Regions from separate parts of the Mus musculus genome. Here region 2 is linked to region 1. The links are chromatin contacts, called in public HiChIP or PLAC-seq maps. All regions are on one chromosome and are shown on one strand. Each heading gives the region's core, a stretch centred on a gene start, on an enhancer-like site or on the middle of the called end of the contact. The rest is flanking DNA. Distances are from core to core; before and after follow the strand shown. Region 1 has its middle 9.9 kb from the start of Gm4285. Region 2 has its middle 29 kb from the start of Lacc1.

Region 1 (7,732 bases), core at 3,246-5,745:
GACAGAAACTTGACTTCAATGGTCACCTTCTCCATAGTCTATTTCTACGACTTCATCCTCTGGTAAAAAGAAAAAAAAATTACAATCTCTGGCCACCTTTTTTCTCTTTACTATTTTTTCCTATTGGTCTCTTCTTAGAATTTCCTTTTCTTCTTCTTCTTCTTTTTTTTTTTTTTTTTTTTTTTTTTTTTTTTTTTTTGAGACAGGGTTTGTCTGTATAGCCCCGGCTGTCCTGGAGCTCACTTTTGTAGACCAGGCTGGCCTCGAACTCAGAAATCTGTCTGCCTCTGCCTCCCGAGTGCTGGGATTAAAGGTGTGCCCCACCACACCCGGCTTCCTTTTCTTCTTAACTTCTCCTTGGAGCACTTCATCTGTCAGCATCCTATCTGTTTTATCTTTTTTCTTTTTTAATTCCCATAGAAACCACTCAGGAGTCAGAGGCTAGCCTGGTCTACACAGCAAGTCCTAGACCAGCCAGGGCTCTATAATGCAACCTGGTCTCCAAAGCAAACGCCCGGCTATAAATATACATGTATTTTTGCAAAAGTACACCCAAGAGTCCGGAAGGACATACATCTAGAAGATAACAGCGGGTGATGACCGGAAGCTGGCCTGGGGAACAGTCAGAGGGAGAGCTTCAGAGCTGATTGTATTGGCCGTGTGTCGCTTCAGTGCCCTTTGCACATTTATATTCTTTCCCCATAGATAGCAAACTCTTGTGCCCTGAGTTCACGGGAAACCCAGATGAGCCCAAGAATTGCAAAGTCTGCTGCAACTCACAAAAAAAAAAGTCTTTTATTTTCAAGTTTGAACTTGGTTCACCCACCTAGCACTCAATGAGACCCTGAGTCCAGAAGACATTGGGTTTATATACAGTATAGGAATAGTGTGAATAGTTACAGAAAAGGGGAGTAGAGGGTAGAATGGTACTGAAGTGGGAGGGGGGTTAATGGGTGTATGTTCAAAGACTAATTTTATGGCCAGTCATAACTGTGACCTGACCTCTGTTTACCTTTTACTTTTTCCCTGGTCTCCCTTGAGCTAAGGTCTCAAGGACAGGCACCTGGAGAGTTATCAGGAGTGCTGGGTGTTGGTTTTTGGAGACACAGAGGCGGTGCCATTCTAACACTAGGGGAGGGGGAAGGGCTGCTGCAGAACAGAAACCAGCTGTCTGCATATCATGCTTGCCACTGTGTGTGTGTGTGTGTGTGTGTGTGTGTGTGTGTGTGTGTGGGAGGGAGTGAGCCTCTGGCGGGGAACGCAGGGACAAACTGTACAACAATGAAATCTCTCTAGTATCAGTAATTCGGGGGTTACAACAAAACAACGACACAAACAAAGAAGGGGGCACTGTGTCTACTATGTGTAGACAATTTGTAAGAAAAAGTCGTCAAATAAGGGGCATCGATACCTGAGAGTGGGTAAAGGAGTTTCCTATCTGAACTGAGTTAACTGTGGCAGGTTTTCTGATGCCTTTGTAAATATGAGGTGTGGGGGGCAGTAGTGTGTGTGCCCATATATGGGGATAATCCAGTACTATTTTGATCTGGAAAATTAACTCATAAATTACTGTGCTAAAAATGGCAACAAGTCCTTCTTAGGGAGAAGGGAAGGCTGAATGCTTGTCAGTCCCTGCAGGGGAGAGATAACATATCCTCTGCTTCCCGCTCTCTCCAACAGCATATACCAGGTGGAAATTAGAGATCACAGGATTTGGAGCACATATGGGTTTCATTCTGCTACCCTGTGCCTGCTTGGTAGCAGCTCTTGTGTGCAGCACAACTTCCTTCAAAAATTATTGAAGTAGCTGGGCAGTTGTGGCGCACGCCTTTAATCTCAGAACTCTGGAGGCAGAAGCAAGCAGATCTCTGAGTTGGAGGCCAGCCTGGTCTACAGAGTGAATTCCAGGACAGCCAGGGCTACACAGAAAAACCTTGTCTCACAAACAACAACAACAGCAACAACATTTGGTGTGGTAATTAGTGCAAACAAAAAATGCAAATGAGATAAGACAAAGCCAGAAAAAAAGCAAATTAGATGTCAGTAAGTCTAAAAAACTAGAGGCAAGCTCTAGATTTGAGTGCCAGCTTTTTAGCAACCAAAGAGGAATATAACTCATTATGAGTCATTATTAGCACTAAGCTTTGTGGTACAGGCCTGTAATCAGTAACAGGAGCTGAGGCAGAACAATTTCGATAACTTAACATGACCATGCCTCAAAATAAAAAATAATTTAAGCCGGGCGTGGTTGCAGGAGAGCCAAGGCTGGGCTGTTACATAGAGAAATCCTGTCTCAGAAGACAAAAAACCAAACCCCCCACAAAACAAAAACAAAAACAAAAACAGAAACCTTTCTAAAAAAGACAAAGTGTAATAAACATATGGCAAGTGTACATTTTTGAAGGATACAGTCTAATTTTTCATAAATACAACTCATGCAACTAGTACCTAGAGCTATAACTAACTACAAGCGCCCCAGAGCCCCCTACTTTGCTCCTAGAACAGCATTAAAGAACACATCAATGCATTTATCTGCTGAGTAGGTTATGCCTAAATTGACCTACGTAGACCAACAGATACTCCTTCCTAATTTAATTCATTGATTTTTTTTATGTTAGAATTCAAAGTATCGGGTTTGATTGTGGTATTTTCACACACAATGGGTCATTTTATTTTATTTTATTTTGGTTTTTCAAGATAGGGTTTCTCTGTGTAGCCCTGGCTGTCCTGGAACTCACTCTGAAGACCAGGCTGGCCTCGAACTCAGAAATTCACCTGCCTCTGCCTCTCAAGAGGATTAAAGGCGTGCGCCACCTCCGCCCAGCACAATGGGTCATTTTACTTTGTTCAGCTCATTGCCCTCCTCCACTACTCCCACTATGTCCCTGTAAGATTAAACTTGGTTGCCAATTTAATGGGATTTAAAATCGTCATGGAAACAAATCTCTGCGCAAGTCTGTGAGGCTTTTATAGGTGTGGTAAATTAAGACATGAAGACACTGCTAAAGGTATAATCAAATGAAAAAATGTGAAAGTAAGTAAATAAATAAATAGATGGCCGGTGATGGTGACAGGTGCCTAATTTAATCCTAGCACTCAGGAGGCAGAGATAGGTGGATCTCTAGTTCCGGTCTATCCTGGTCTACAGAGAGTTCCAGGACAGCTAGGGCTATACAGAGAAACCCGGTCTCAAACAACAACAAAAAACCCAAACAAACAGAAAAACGAAGAAAAGGGAGAAAGAAGTAGGAGAGGGGAGAGAAAGAAAGGAGAGGAGACAGGAGGGGAGGGGAGGGAAGGAGAACATAATGGAGGGGAGGGAACAGGAGGGGACCGGAGAGGAGAGGGCAGAGGAGGAGAGGAGGGAGAGGGGAAAGAAAAGGAGGGGAGCGGAGAGGAAAGAAAGAAGAGGCGAGAAAAAAGAAAAGAATGAACAACGCAACTACTTATTTCCACTTCTCAGAAACTGGGACCACTGGTCCTGGCCAGAGGTGCGGCAGGTGAGTTGAATTTGTCTCTGCTGAAGCTGTGCTGAGCTCTTTGCTGCTCCTTTCTTTGCGCACTAGGGGCCACTACTGCCACTTTTGGCTTTGAGGTCTGTGGCTGGGGCTGCTTTCTCAGCCTCCCAAGGCTCCCTCCCTAGCATCCCCAAGACTTCGAAGCCTGCGATGCCCAAAGCAGCTGAAGCAGCTGGCAGGGCACCCAGCTGCCTTGGGGACGAAGTAAGCAACCACAGCAGGTGGAGGTCTTCCAAGCGCAGCTCAGGCTGCTGAGAGACGCGGCTGTGGCTAGCAAGGGGCGCGCTGAAGTTTCAACTCTAGCAGTTCTATAGCAGTGACAGCAGCCAGGTGGCTTTAGATCTAGGCTAGAGGGTGACCTGATCCCACTGTGGACCGCAGGCTGCCAGACTCCAGGGTTGTTCTCAGCTAGTGAGATCAGCTCTCAGAAACCCAGGTGGGAGTTGATTTTCCGCTATGCGCTCACTTCCGGATTCCTGCCAACCTGCACTCTTGGTCTTGTCTGAGTCTCACCCTTCCACTCCCCACAACTGCCTCCCAGAGTTGCTTCTCATCCTGGGGTTATGGCGGGTTAAATTTGGGGTTCCCTGTTCTTTTCTCAGGCTCTCGGGATAGCTCAGTTACAAAACGTAGATCTTCTCTGTCGATGGCACGCAACCTCTGAGTCATACAGAGGGATCCCTGCCCGCTTCACCGAGGAGTCATTGTCTCACCAAACCTCACAGCTAGTTTTGAGGCTTGTGAGTATTGTGAGCTTGCCATGAGGGAGGCCTGTCTTCACCAGAGCCGCTGGGTTTGCCTTTAGAAGCAGCCTCCTGCCTTCCTGTTCTCCTGTGGAGCTGCGGGTATGGAGACATGGTTCCTCTTGTCTTCTCTGTGACTCGTGGGTCCTTTCTTAAGACTTAGGCACCCCTACCCATCACCACCTTCGAAAAGTTTTAATCTGCATATCTCCTCCCCTTCTTTTCCACTAACTTACAAGTGGAAAAATGCAGATCATGTGACCTGTCTCTGTCCAGTCCGGATGTGTGTGGCTCATGTCCCTGTGTTCTGTGTGGATTTCCGGCAAGGGTTTCCTGCCAGATTCAGAAGTTTAAGAAGACTCATATTGGCTCTTGGGTAGCTTGGGTTTTCTATTAGGAGGCTGCTATGTCAGGCATTGGCTCTTCCTTGATTTTGAGGTTTTGATAGCATGAGGTTAGGACGCACAGGATAAAGCAGTTTCCTGAAAGTTCGGATGGAGCTGTGCTTGAGAGGGCAACTTCTCTAATCTCCTGGCTCCCCCCCCTCCCCCCACTGTTTCCATGGCAGCGTCTGCTCTTGGATTTCCTGGCTCTGTTTCCCTCCTGTTACATGCACCTTCTTTCTTCTTAAATTTTTTTTTCTAATATTTATGTGTGTGTGTGTGTGTGTGTGTGTGTGTGTGTGTGTGTGTGTGTGTGCACATGTGAACCAGTCGTGGCGTTCTTGTGAATGTCAGGACAATTTGCGGGAGTCAGTTTCCTCTTTCCATCATGTGTGTCGCTGGGATTGAACTCAGATCAGACTTTGACCCTTACCTTTTATTGCCCGAGCCCTCCTTTCTACAGCTCCTCCAGCTTGGCTGCCCCAGCATCTTCAGTTCCACTGTGGACTCCTTGCCTCCCATGCCTCTGCCGCTGGCTGCTGGCTTCAGTGCTTCCCAGACACTCTGGGTTTCTTGGCGTTTTCCTGTTCTCAGGCCCGTGGGTGCTGTGGATTGAACATGCGTTCTCATCACTAGAGGTCACACTGAAAGCTCCAGTGTAGGAGTGTTGAGAAGTCCTGGGACCTTTAAAAGGTGTGTACATCAAATCGCACCCGCCCTCATTGTTGTGCTTTAAAAAAGACGAGGATGTGTTTAGTAGGGCACAGTATGGTGAGGTGGGAGGGGTGCCTTGGCGGGCTCATACTGAAGCATCCCTTCCTCCTGAGGTACCAGCCTAAGGAGATATATGCTATAGAATAGAGTATTTGGGGGCATGGAAAGAGGAGCTGAGAAGGGACAAAGGAGGACAGAGAGAAAGAAAAGAGAGAGAGAGAGAAGAGGAGGGGAGAGGCTGGCCAGGAACATGCAGAGAGAGGGGATGGAGGGGGAAGGGAAGAGAGGGAGAAAGGGGTCAGGGAGAGAAGAGAGACAGAAGGGGCAGAGACATGGAGGAGGAGCCAAACTGTCACTTTTGTAGAAAGCCACGCCTACCTGGCTGTTGCCAGGTAACTGAGCCTAGAAGGAATGCCAACATTCATGAACGAAATAATTCCAGTTTAGGGCACCGAAACTTCTTACTTCTTATTCTGAAGAACTGTTTTGGTTACCACGGTGTGTGTGATGTGTGTGTGTGTGTGTGTGTGTGTGTGTGTGTGTGTGTAGGACTTGGGTTTGGTTCCCATCACCCACGTGGTGCCTCACTACTGACTCCAGTTCCAACCAATCCCAGTTCTACCAGCACCACTCTCTCCACACCTCCCTGGGTACCTGGCACACAGGTGGTTAATATACATACAGGCAAAACATTTTTTGTTTTGTTTTTGTTTTTTGTTTTTTGAGACAGGGTTTCTCTGTGTAGCCCTGGCTGTCCTGGAGCTCACTCTGTAGACCAGGTTAGCCTCGAACTCAGGAATCCGCCTGCCTCTGCCTCCCGGGTACTAGGATTAAAGGCATGTGCTACCACTGCCCGGTGTCAGGCAAAACATTTATACACATAAACCTAAAAGATTTTTTTAAAGATTTGTTTAATTTATGTGAGTACACTGTCACTGTCTTCAGACATACCAGAATAGGGCATCAGATAGTTGTGAGCCACCATGTAGTTGCTGGGAATTGAACTCAGGACTTCTGGAAGAGCAGTCAGTGCTCTTAACTGCTAAGCCATCTCTCCAGCTCCCAAAAGATCTTTTTAAAAGTCTGGCACATAACAGTTTATTGTTACTTTGTGTGGTAAAGTACTTGGCAGCACTGGGCGTGATGGCACACCCCTTTAATCTCAGCACCCTGGAAGTAGAGGTAGGCATAGCCCTTGAGTTCAAGCCAACCTGGTTTATAAATTGACTTCTAGGACAAACAGGGAGTGGCATTATTAGGAGATGTGGCCCAGTTGGAGTAGGTGTGGCTATGTTGGAGGAAGTGTGTCACTGTGGAGGGTGGGGTGGACTTTAATACCCTAGCTGCCTGGAGAGCAGTCTTCTTTAGACTCAAGAAGTAGAACTCTTAGTTCCTTCTCCAGCACCGTGTCTGCCTGCATGCTGCCATGCTTCCTGCCATGATGATAATGGACTGAACCTTTAAGCCAGTCCCAATTAAATGTTGTCCTCATAAGAGTTGCCTTGGTCATGGTGTCTCTTCACAGCAATGGAAACCCTAACTAAGACAGTATGATAAAAGATACAGGAGCTGGTGAGATGGCTCAGCAGTTAAGAGCACCTACTGCTCTTCCAAAGGTCCTGAGTTCAAATCTTAGCAACCACATGGTGGCTCACAACCATCTGTAATGAGATCTGATGCCCTCTTCTGGTGTGTCTGAAGATAGCTACAGTGTACTTATATATAAATATAAACATAAATATAAATATAAATATATATATATATTTTTTTTTGGGTTTTTTTGGTTTTTTGAGACATGGTTTCTCCTACCTTCATGTCCCTGGTGCTGGGTGGAAAGTGTGTGTCATTATATATTGTTCACAGAACTTTTGAAGTATTTGTATTTTTTTCATCTTTATATGTGTGTGGCTTGTGTACATGTATAGGTGTTCACATGTATGTGGGGTTTTGTGGAGACTTAAAGTTGATGTTTTTTTTTTTTTCTACATCACACTTCACTTTGTTACAGAGGGTCTCTATTCACATATTCACAGCTCTGGCTTCCCTGACATGTAGACCTTTTTTTTTTTTTTTTAAGATTTATTTGCTGGGCAGTGGTGGCGCATGCCTTTAATCCCAGCACTTGGGAGGCAGAGGCAGGCAGATTTATTTCTGAGTTCGAGGCCAGCCTGGTCTACATGTCCTGAGTTCCAGGACAGCCAGGACTATACAGAGAAACCCTATCTCGAAAAACCAGAAAAAAAAAAGATTTGTTTATTTATTATATAAGTACACTGTAGCTGTCTTCAGACACACCAGAAGAGGGCATCAGATCTCATTACAGATGGTTGTAAACCAGCATATGGTTGCTGGGATTTGAACTCAGGACCTCTGG
Region 2 (7,732 bases), core at 2,252-4,751, 1.2 Mb before region 1:
GTATGTGCTTAAGAATATTTAATGTTTGCCACCTTGTTTTGACAGAATTTAAGAAGTCAGGTTTTTGTTTGTTTGTTTGTTTGTTTGTTTTTGTTTGTTTGTTTTGTTTTTTGCTTTTCAATCTTGCAAAATGACCATTGTATTGAATATAAGAAATACAAGTATTTTCTGAATGCAACAGCCTACTCATAAAGTGCCTGAAAATACTTCTTTTAAAAATATATTTAATTTGAGTTTTACAGTTTCCGAGGATTGAATTCATGACCACCATGGTGGGAGACCATGAGGCAGAGAGAACTAACAGGGAATGGGGTGGGCATTGGCACACTTCCTTCAACAAGAACACATATCCTAATCCCTCCCAAACAGTTCCACCTCCTGGGGACCAAACGTCTGAATGTACATGCCTATGGAAGTCACTCTTGTTCAAATCTCCACAGTTAAAATGTATGGTGATGCTCTGCTTGGCTTTTCTCAAAGATGTTGGAACCCAGCTAACTTTGTAGGCCTCCTCTCTAAGAAGCTTCTATTGCAGAATTGGGAGTCTGTAAATTCTATCAGAACACCACACACCTTCTCCAACTCATGGGAGTGGTTTTCTGACACCAGGTCCTAGTACTGACAGGAGACACACACACACACACACACAAACACCCATCCCTAACTCAGACGTGATGTTCACTGATGACCAATCGCAAATGGAAAATCAGTTCTTGCTAATGAATCACAGTGGAATCACCCATAAGGCCAGCCACCATGCCCAGCTGTAGCTGGCCAACACAAAACAAAGGAATTGGCATTGTTGGGGGTTCTTTGTCTCAGAAGGTTTTAACAAGGCTGGGGCATTGTTTGTTTTATTACCTTGTAGGTCCTTTGCATAACATCAGAGCTTCCTGTTTTCTGTGTGCATAAACATGTGTGTCTCTGCATCTACATGTGTATCTCACGCTCTCTCTTCGGCTCTTTTCTTCTGTTTGTGTCTTTGTTTTGTCCTGTATCTGCTTTTGTATATACATATATACAATTTTGTGTGTATATATATATATATGTATATATATATATATGCGTGTGTGTGTATACATATATATGTGTGCGTGCGCGTGTGCACACACACACACACACACACACACAGAATGCATTCGGTTTGCCTATCTGGCCTCTGGTTCTTGGCCACTCAAGCAGTGTTAGGGATGGGCTCCATTGCATAGGCTTTAAGTTAAATCAGACGAGCTTTCTGCCACAATTGCACCGGTATATCTTGCAGGAGAATCAACATTGTAGATCACAGACTTGGTAGCTGGATTTGGATTTATCTTTCTCCTTTCATGGCATGCAGGGTAGCCTCCAGTACCATGAACACTAGTCTCTAAAGCTGAGAGCTCTGGGCAGGCTCCAGTGCAACTTCTTTGTGCTTGATAAGCCTTGTAGGTGTTGTCTTCAGCCCTGGTGCTCTTACCTCTCTGTCTGTTGCCTGATGATGGATTTTTCTCCTTCCACGATGTTCCCCAAACGTCAAAATACAGCCACAGTGATATCAGGAGCTAAGCCATTAGTCTAGCACCACAACTTTCTGATATTTTCTGTCTTACCCTAGGCATGATACATGGATACGTGCAGATGTTGAATGTCCATGCACTTAAATTAATTCTATCCCCAAAGCAGAATGAGACCAATTAATTTGTTCTGAATATAATTTCTCTTCAGTTAAGACAATGCTTCCCGACCTTCCTCATGCTTCAACCCTTTAATACAGTTCTCCATGTTATGGTGACCTCCCCATCATAAAATTATTTCATTGCTACTTCATACCTGTAACTTTGCTACTGCTATAAATCATAATATAAATATCTGATATGCAGGATATCTGATATACAATTTCCAAAGGGCTTACAACCCATAGTCTGAGAACAGCTTAACTCAAAACACTATAAACATGGAATTATCAAAGTGCATATTTTTCTCTTTTGGTTGTTTGTGGATTTTTCCTATGTTTTACTTAATAAAAATAATATTTACTCTTAAATCATGTTTTATCTTTCTCACTTCTCAAGTGAATGTTTCTTGTTTCTCCTGTATGGTTTGCTATCTAATTTCCCAAGAGTCATTTAATAATATTTTGGTGTTTCTTTGATTCACCACATGGCACTGGTTATTGCTGATTATAATGGGAGATCTGGCTCATTTTCTTAAAACATTATTCAGAATAGCTTTCACTTTTACCGAAAATTGCAAAGATAATAGAACGAGTCATATTAACCCCACTCCTAGTGTCTCTGAACATCTTACATTAGTTTGATTTACTTCTTGAAATTAATGAACTGGTGTTAATACACTATTATCAAATAAAATCCATACTTCAGTAAAATTAAATTTCTTTTCACCTAATGTCTTTTTTTTTGATGACCTAATATTTCAGCCTTTTCTTTGGGGACCCCATCTAGGATCCCCCACTGCATCTAATCAGAACTCCTTGTGTTGATCTTAGCTGTAACAGTTTTATGATTCCAGGATGTTGCGTGATCACCGCAGCATTGAGCTGTGTTAGTCAGGTATTTTGTTGAGTATCTCTCAATTTGGCTTCATCAACTCTTCCTCCATGGTTTAATGTACAATGCACTGAGTTGTGCTCAATCTCAGCGAGGGGTGTGGAATCCGCACAAATCGTGTGAAACCCTATCTGGGACGTTTACTATTTATCTCATCATTTATAGAACATGGTCTTTTGAGTAGGTATTGTTGGGTTATAGACATATTGGTTTATTTTTGTGGCCCCAAAGAGCCATTTGGAGCTTCTGTAGACGGATTCCCACGCATCTTTGATATAATCCCATCCTTATTCCTTTTGAACTACAGAGCTATAAATCACTTTATTTACTAGGATTACCTGATACTTTTTAATGCATCACCATGATTCAATTTTTAAAAACGTTGAGTGTCTATTGAAAGCAGGGCCTTGGATTAGAAATATTTTTTAAATCTCTTATGGTGTCTCTTCAGATTTAAGAACAGGTGTGTCCTTTTCAGTGGAGAATCGTTTCAGTGACACCGAGGCCCACACAGTTTACTCCAGCATGACCCAACTTGGGCGCTTTATTTACCTGGCTGTGTTCATAACCAGAGAATCTGCATGCAAATCTTAAGGACCCCTTCATTTTCTTCATGTCTAAGTATGCATAACAAAAGTCCAGAACTTTGGGAGTTGGGGGGGGGGGTGCCAGCCCTGGGTCCAGCCCCAATACTACTTAGTTTCATGACTGTAGTGACAAAATAACACAAATTACTTTTTTTTTTATGATACCTTGTAGATACTGGGTGCTGATTTTAGAAAATGCACATCATTGAGGATGTAGGTGTCTCATGGTGCCCTTAAACTGAACACAGAGATTTGACCCTCTTGGTTTGCATGATGTCATGGGGCGTGGGGGGTGGGGGAGCGTTGTGTTGAATGAGAAGGAGCCATGCTTAGCAGTTGAATAAAACATTGGGTAGACTGCCACCAGGTGGCAGAAGCACTCTGATTGGCAAGGACACTCCTAAAGGACTTGCAGGTAATTAGCCAGCTCTTCCTCTTAGTCACTGCTTCAAGTTCAGATGACAGGAACAGGTCTGAATGTACAATTGAGCTTTATAATTTCCTATCAAGACACCAGCGATCTTTCAGGTTCCCAAGCAGAAGTCTTTGAGTTATTTTTGTTACATCTGATCTTTTATTTATTGAGAGATACTGCCTGTTCTGACCGGCTCCCCCGCCCCCCCCGCCCCCTACTTCTTTGCTCCTTTCGCAAAACCTCTGATTCAGATGTACCAAGAAAAAAAAAAAAAAAAAAAAAAACTTTAAACTGAATGCAACTTTCCAAGTCTGAGTCACTGCTTGTGAATTTTTTTTTTATTTGAGACCCTTCTTTCACCTCACCCATGCTCTGCAAATAGGAGTTACTTTTATGGTTCAGGGTTGGAGGTATTGTATGCAATATATATATATATATATATATATATATATATATATATATATATATACATACATACACACACACATATATACACACACACAATAAATATATATATGCACAAAATATATATGTACTATATATATATATGCACTATATATACACACATATATACACACATATATACACACATATATACATACACACACACACACAGCCACTCTTACACCAGACTCTATCTCTTCCCTCCTAGTAGAAAAAGCCTTGTCACAACATGGAGCTCTGCTCTGTTACAGGCAATGGCTAGGCACAGTAGGGACTCATGTGCTTCTTGCAGAGGAAGTCACGAAAACATTGGTCCTGAGGTTGAGTCTGAAGGTAATTCAAACAGTTGAAATGATCATAGAGGTGGGTTGAGGGGAAATGGCGTGATCTTTCAAAGCCCGACACTGTTATTTAGGTGTATAGGGCAGTGGTTAGAAATGATATTAAAATAAAGGGGCAAGAGACCACATTATGGGGGTGGCTGAACGACATGCAAAGAAGTTAGGACTTTATCTTTTGGGCATTGTTGTAAGGTCTAGAAAGAATAATAAGAAAGATAGACTTGCATTTCAGAAAGATGCCCCCATGGTTTTATAGAGATTCATGAGAGGGGAGTAAGATCTACCGCATGGAAACCACATTGGAATGACCACAGAGCCTGGATGGGTGGCGGGGATATTTAGACCTAAAACAAAGTAAGGAAAGGGCAGAATAGCACTTGTAAGTCAGCAAAGAATCAAGTCTGATTGAGGTAAATGGCTGGGTGGCCACCAGGTTCCTGGCTAAGGTCACTGGATGAGTGGGTGGTGATCTCATTCATTAGGACAGAGGATACAGCAGCTAGGAAGATTATATTGGTGATATGAGAAGCTAAATTTATTTTGGGAGCATTTTTATCTTATGTATGCCAATCAGCTTCACATATATATATGGAAGGCATCAATAAATGATGCATTATTGAGCATTCATCCTAAAAAGTCCCAAGGCTGTTTCTTTCCCACGGGTTTCTTCTTTCTTTTCCCACAGTCTTCCCAACATGAAATTTCTGTGGCTTATTTCGTGTACCTTTTAAAGCTTTTCTCACAGGGGAGTTCCTCAGTCATTGTAAAGGTTTCAATATAAACTCTACAAGCAAAGAATCGGTCCTTAGTCTAAAGGAGCTCGGTGTCCATGGCAGAACTGTGGCTTGGTTAACTGCAGTGTTTTCATGGGACATCTGGACAATGGGGATCTATCTCCTTTTGGGTAGGAGGAGTTGGAGAGAGCTGCTGGGGAGAAGCTAGGCCTGGGTAAAACACTAACAGATGACAGCGCTGGAAACCTAAAGGATGCGCAGATGATCAGCATTAGGAAATGTGCAGCTGAAAATGCCCTGCCTCTGTGTATTCAGCCGTGGCCCGTCTTTGCAGTCTTTTCTTTTGAGGCGGTGTCTAGAGAAACCTTTCTATCCCTGGCTTGTTGATCATGAGTAGCTTTGAACTCGTGATCTTCCAGCTTCAGCCTTCAAATTACTATATGCCACCGTGTCCAGGCAGCCTTGAGCCATCCAGATCAGCCTTTGGGTCCGCTCTCAGAATGACTGTTCATTTGACAGGTCATATGACTCTTATTCCTGTCCTCCTTTACCCACCCTGTACTCACGATCCATTTGGTGGTGGGTTTTAAATGCCAATTTGTATCTTATTCTCAGCTTAGCTATTCTGGACTCACTCCTAAAAACTCTTTGTAAATTTTACCACTTCCAAACCTCCCTAGCTTCCATTTTGGTCATGCCCCATTGGCCTGGGAGGTCCTCATGCGACCTTGTGAGGCAGTATTCCTAAAAGAAACTAACTGTATAGTAACAAGGTATTTCTATAATATGTTCTGAGGAGTTTTTATAGACTAAATAAACTCCTGATATTGAAAATCCATGGTGACACCGGAATGAGTAGCAATGCTCCCAGCAAATAAATATTCAATAAATCTTACGGAATGAGGGAATTTTACATAATAACCTGTGAATAATCCTGGCTGCAGCGACTTTGTTGTCTGTCTTGCATACACACTTCTTACTGCCAGAGCAATGAGGACAGCAGGAGTGGTTGACAGGGGGAGGCAGTCTGCTGGCCCCATGATTCTACAGATGATTTCCTCTGTTTCTCCTTTAGTCAAAACAAGTTCTGGCTCCCTGGGGCTCTGAGGTGAGCTGAGGGTCAGAGCATTGGAAGAGCCAACCCTTCTCTCAGGGGCTCCCAGCTCGGGATCTTACTTTGTGTTTTCGGAGGAGCCGGTGTTCACTTCTGCTATCTGTTTAGAAGAACTCCGATGCTTTCAAAACAGTTTGTCCTTTAAAACAGATAGGCATTCCCTCTATAATTTGTTTACACTGCTCATGAATAAATTACCAGTGCCACTGATATAGACTCATAGACTCAAGCTTAACTAGCCTTACTGTGGCAGTTGATCATAAATTAGCAGTGTCTACTTAATGCGATTTTATTATCTACATAGACATGTGTCTTCACGGTATATGCCTATGAACTGAGAATCACTGCAATTTAGTGTTAGAAGGAAGCAAAAACAATTCGGCAGGCTGGGGTTGTAGCTCAGTTGGCAGAGTGTTTGTTTAGCATGCACGGAGCCTTGGCGTCAATCCACTGCACCACATAAAATGAGCATGGATGATCATACAAACATGCAATTCAGCACTAGGGAAATGGAAGCAGAGAGGTCAAAAGTTCAAGGTCAGCCTGGGACACATAAGAAGACCATGTCTTCAAAAAACAAAACAAAACAAAGAATAATTCTGCATGAACCTTACACTGTGCAGGTGAAGCAACGAACAAGTAGGAAATTGTTCTTTTTCTTCTACTCAAGAGACTAGCTCTATTTTAAACACAACTCCAAGTCTCATTTAGAGAGATGATTTGCTGCGATTCTACGCTCTGTCGAGCACGCTGCCTGTTACCTAACGTTGCTGCTGTGTCTTCTCAGCTCACTTGAGTCAACAGACACCCTGAAGACAGCTGTGTTTTATTTATCTTTCCATTCCTCATGGAGCCTCCCTGGCTATCGAAACTAGACAGTACTGGATTGGGCTTGGGCATTAAGCTGCAGGCAGCTCTGATCCTATACTGAACAGAAGGAAGCAGACACCAGATGCTAGGTCTCCAGGGTCTTGAAAAGCGTCCTTCTGCTATGTTTTCACTGGTTAGCCTTGCTTAGAGCCCTTGTCCTCCCTTTCTTTACCAGAGAGATAGAAAGATGAGGTACTGTGCCTCAGCCTTTCTTCTCTATTGTTTCCCTAACCCAAGCCACAACTTCTTGAACTAGGCTGGATTTTTGCTGCCGTTGGCTTACACACTTGACTCTGTGTCTCTCAGTTCAGCCCTCTTGACTTTTGGTATTTTGTGGCAAATTAACTCAGACCACCTGCCGTAACAACACTGAGAGTTGAACTTCTTTCTTCCTTGATACTTTTGACCTAAATAAGCGGGGGTTAAATTATTACAAATTTGGACATCAGTGATTCATTTGGCAAATATTTATTGATCACTTAATGTGTAGCACAGTAGAATCTGTTCTGTCTGGTGAAGATATGAAGTAAGAAATAAAACCAAGTTGTGCTTTCGTGGAGTATACATTTGGGTGGAAAATGGATGGGGTAAATGTGAATGAACAGATATGCACTGTGTAGACACCACCAAAGGGCAAACGCTGTGAAGAAACAGAAAGGGAGAAAAGGACATAGAGAATCA

What was found. HiChIP or PLAC-seq counts read pairs in DNA pulled down with a chosen protein or histone mark.
Region 2: an H3K27ac HiChIP or PLAC-seq map of the NIH/3T3 cell line shows a contact between it and region 1, with 5 times the contacts expected there. The contact joins two enhancer-like sites. A contact is called at or near these places in 9 of 39 promoter capture datasets (the 3T3-L1 cell line, cranial neural crest, hippocampal neurons and 4 more), 1 of 484 Hi-C or Micro-C datasets (cortical neurons), 6 of 115 datasets of contacts at active chromatin or transcription factors (the NIH/3T3 cell line, astrocytes, differentiating embryonic stem cells and 3 more) and 2 of 9 other capture datasets (adipose tissue and liver).

The regions. Positions count from the first base shown.
Region 1 is chr14:75,831,159-75,838,890 of GRCm38.p6, reverse strand. No RefSeq gene overlaps it. Among named protein-coding and RNA genes, the nearest start is that of Gm4285, 9.9 kb to the left of the region's middle. Within about 2 kb of position 4,495, at least 407 of the 459 cell types and tissues checked have an H3K27ac peak or open chromatin away from gene starts, as enhancers often do. A contact at or near this core is called in the NIH/3T3 cell line, where this site is marked.
Region 2 is chr14:77,004,215-77,011,946 of GRCm38.p6, reverse strand. No RefSeq gene overlaps it. Among named protein-coding and RNA genes, the nearest start is that of Lacc1, 29 kb to the left of the region's middle. Within about 2 kb of position 3,501, at least 11 of the 459 cell types and tissues checked have an H3K27ac peak or open chromatin away from gene starts, as enhancers often do. A contact at or near this core is called in the NIH/3T3 cell line, where this site is marked.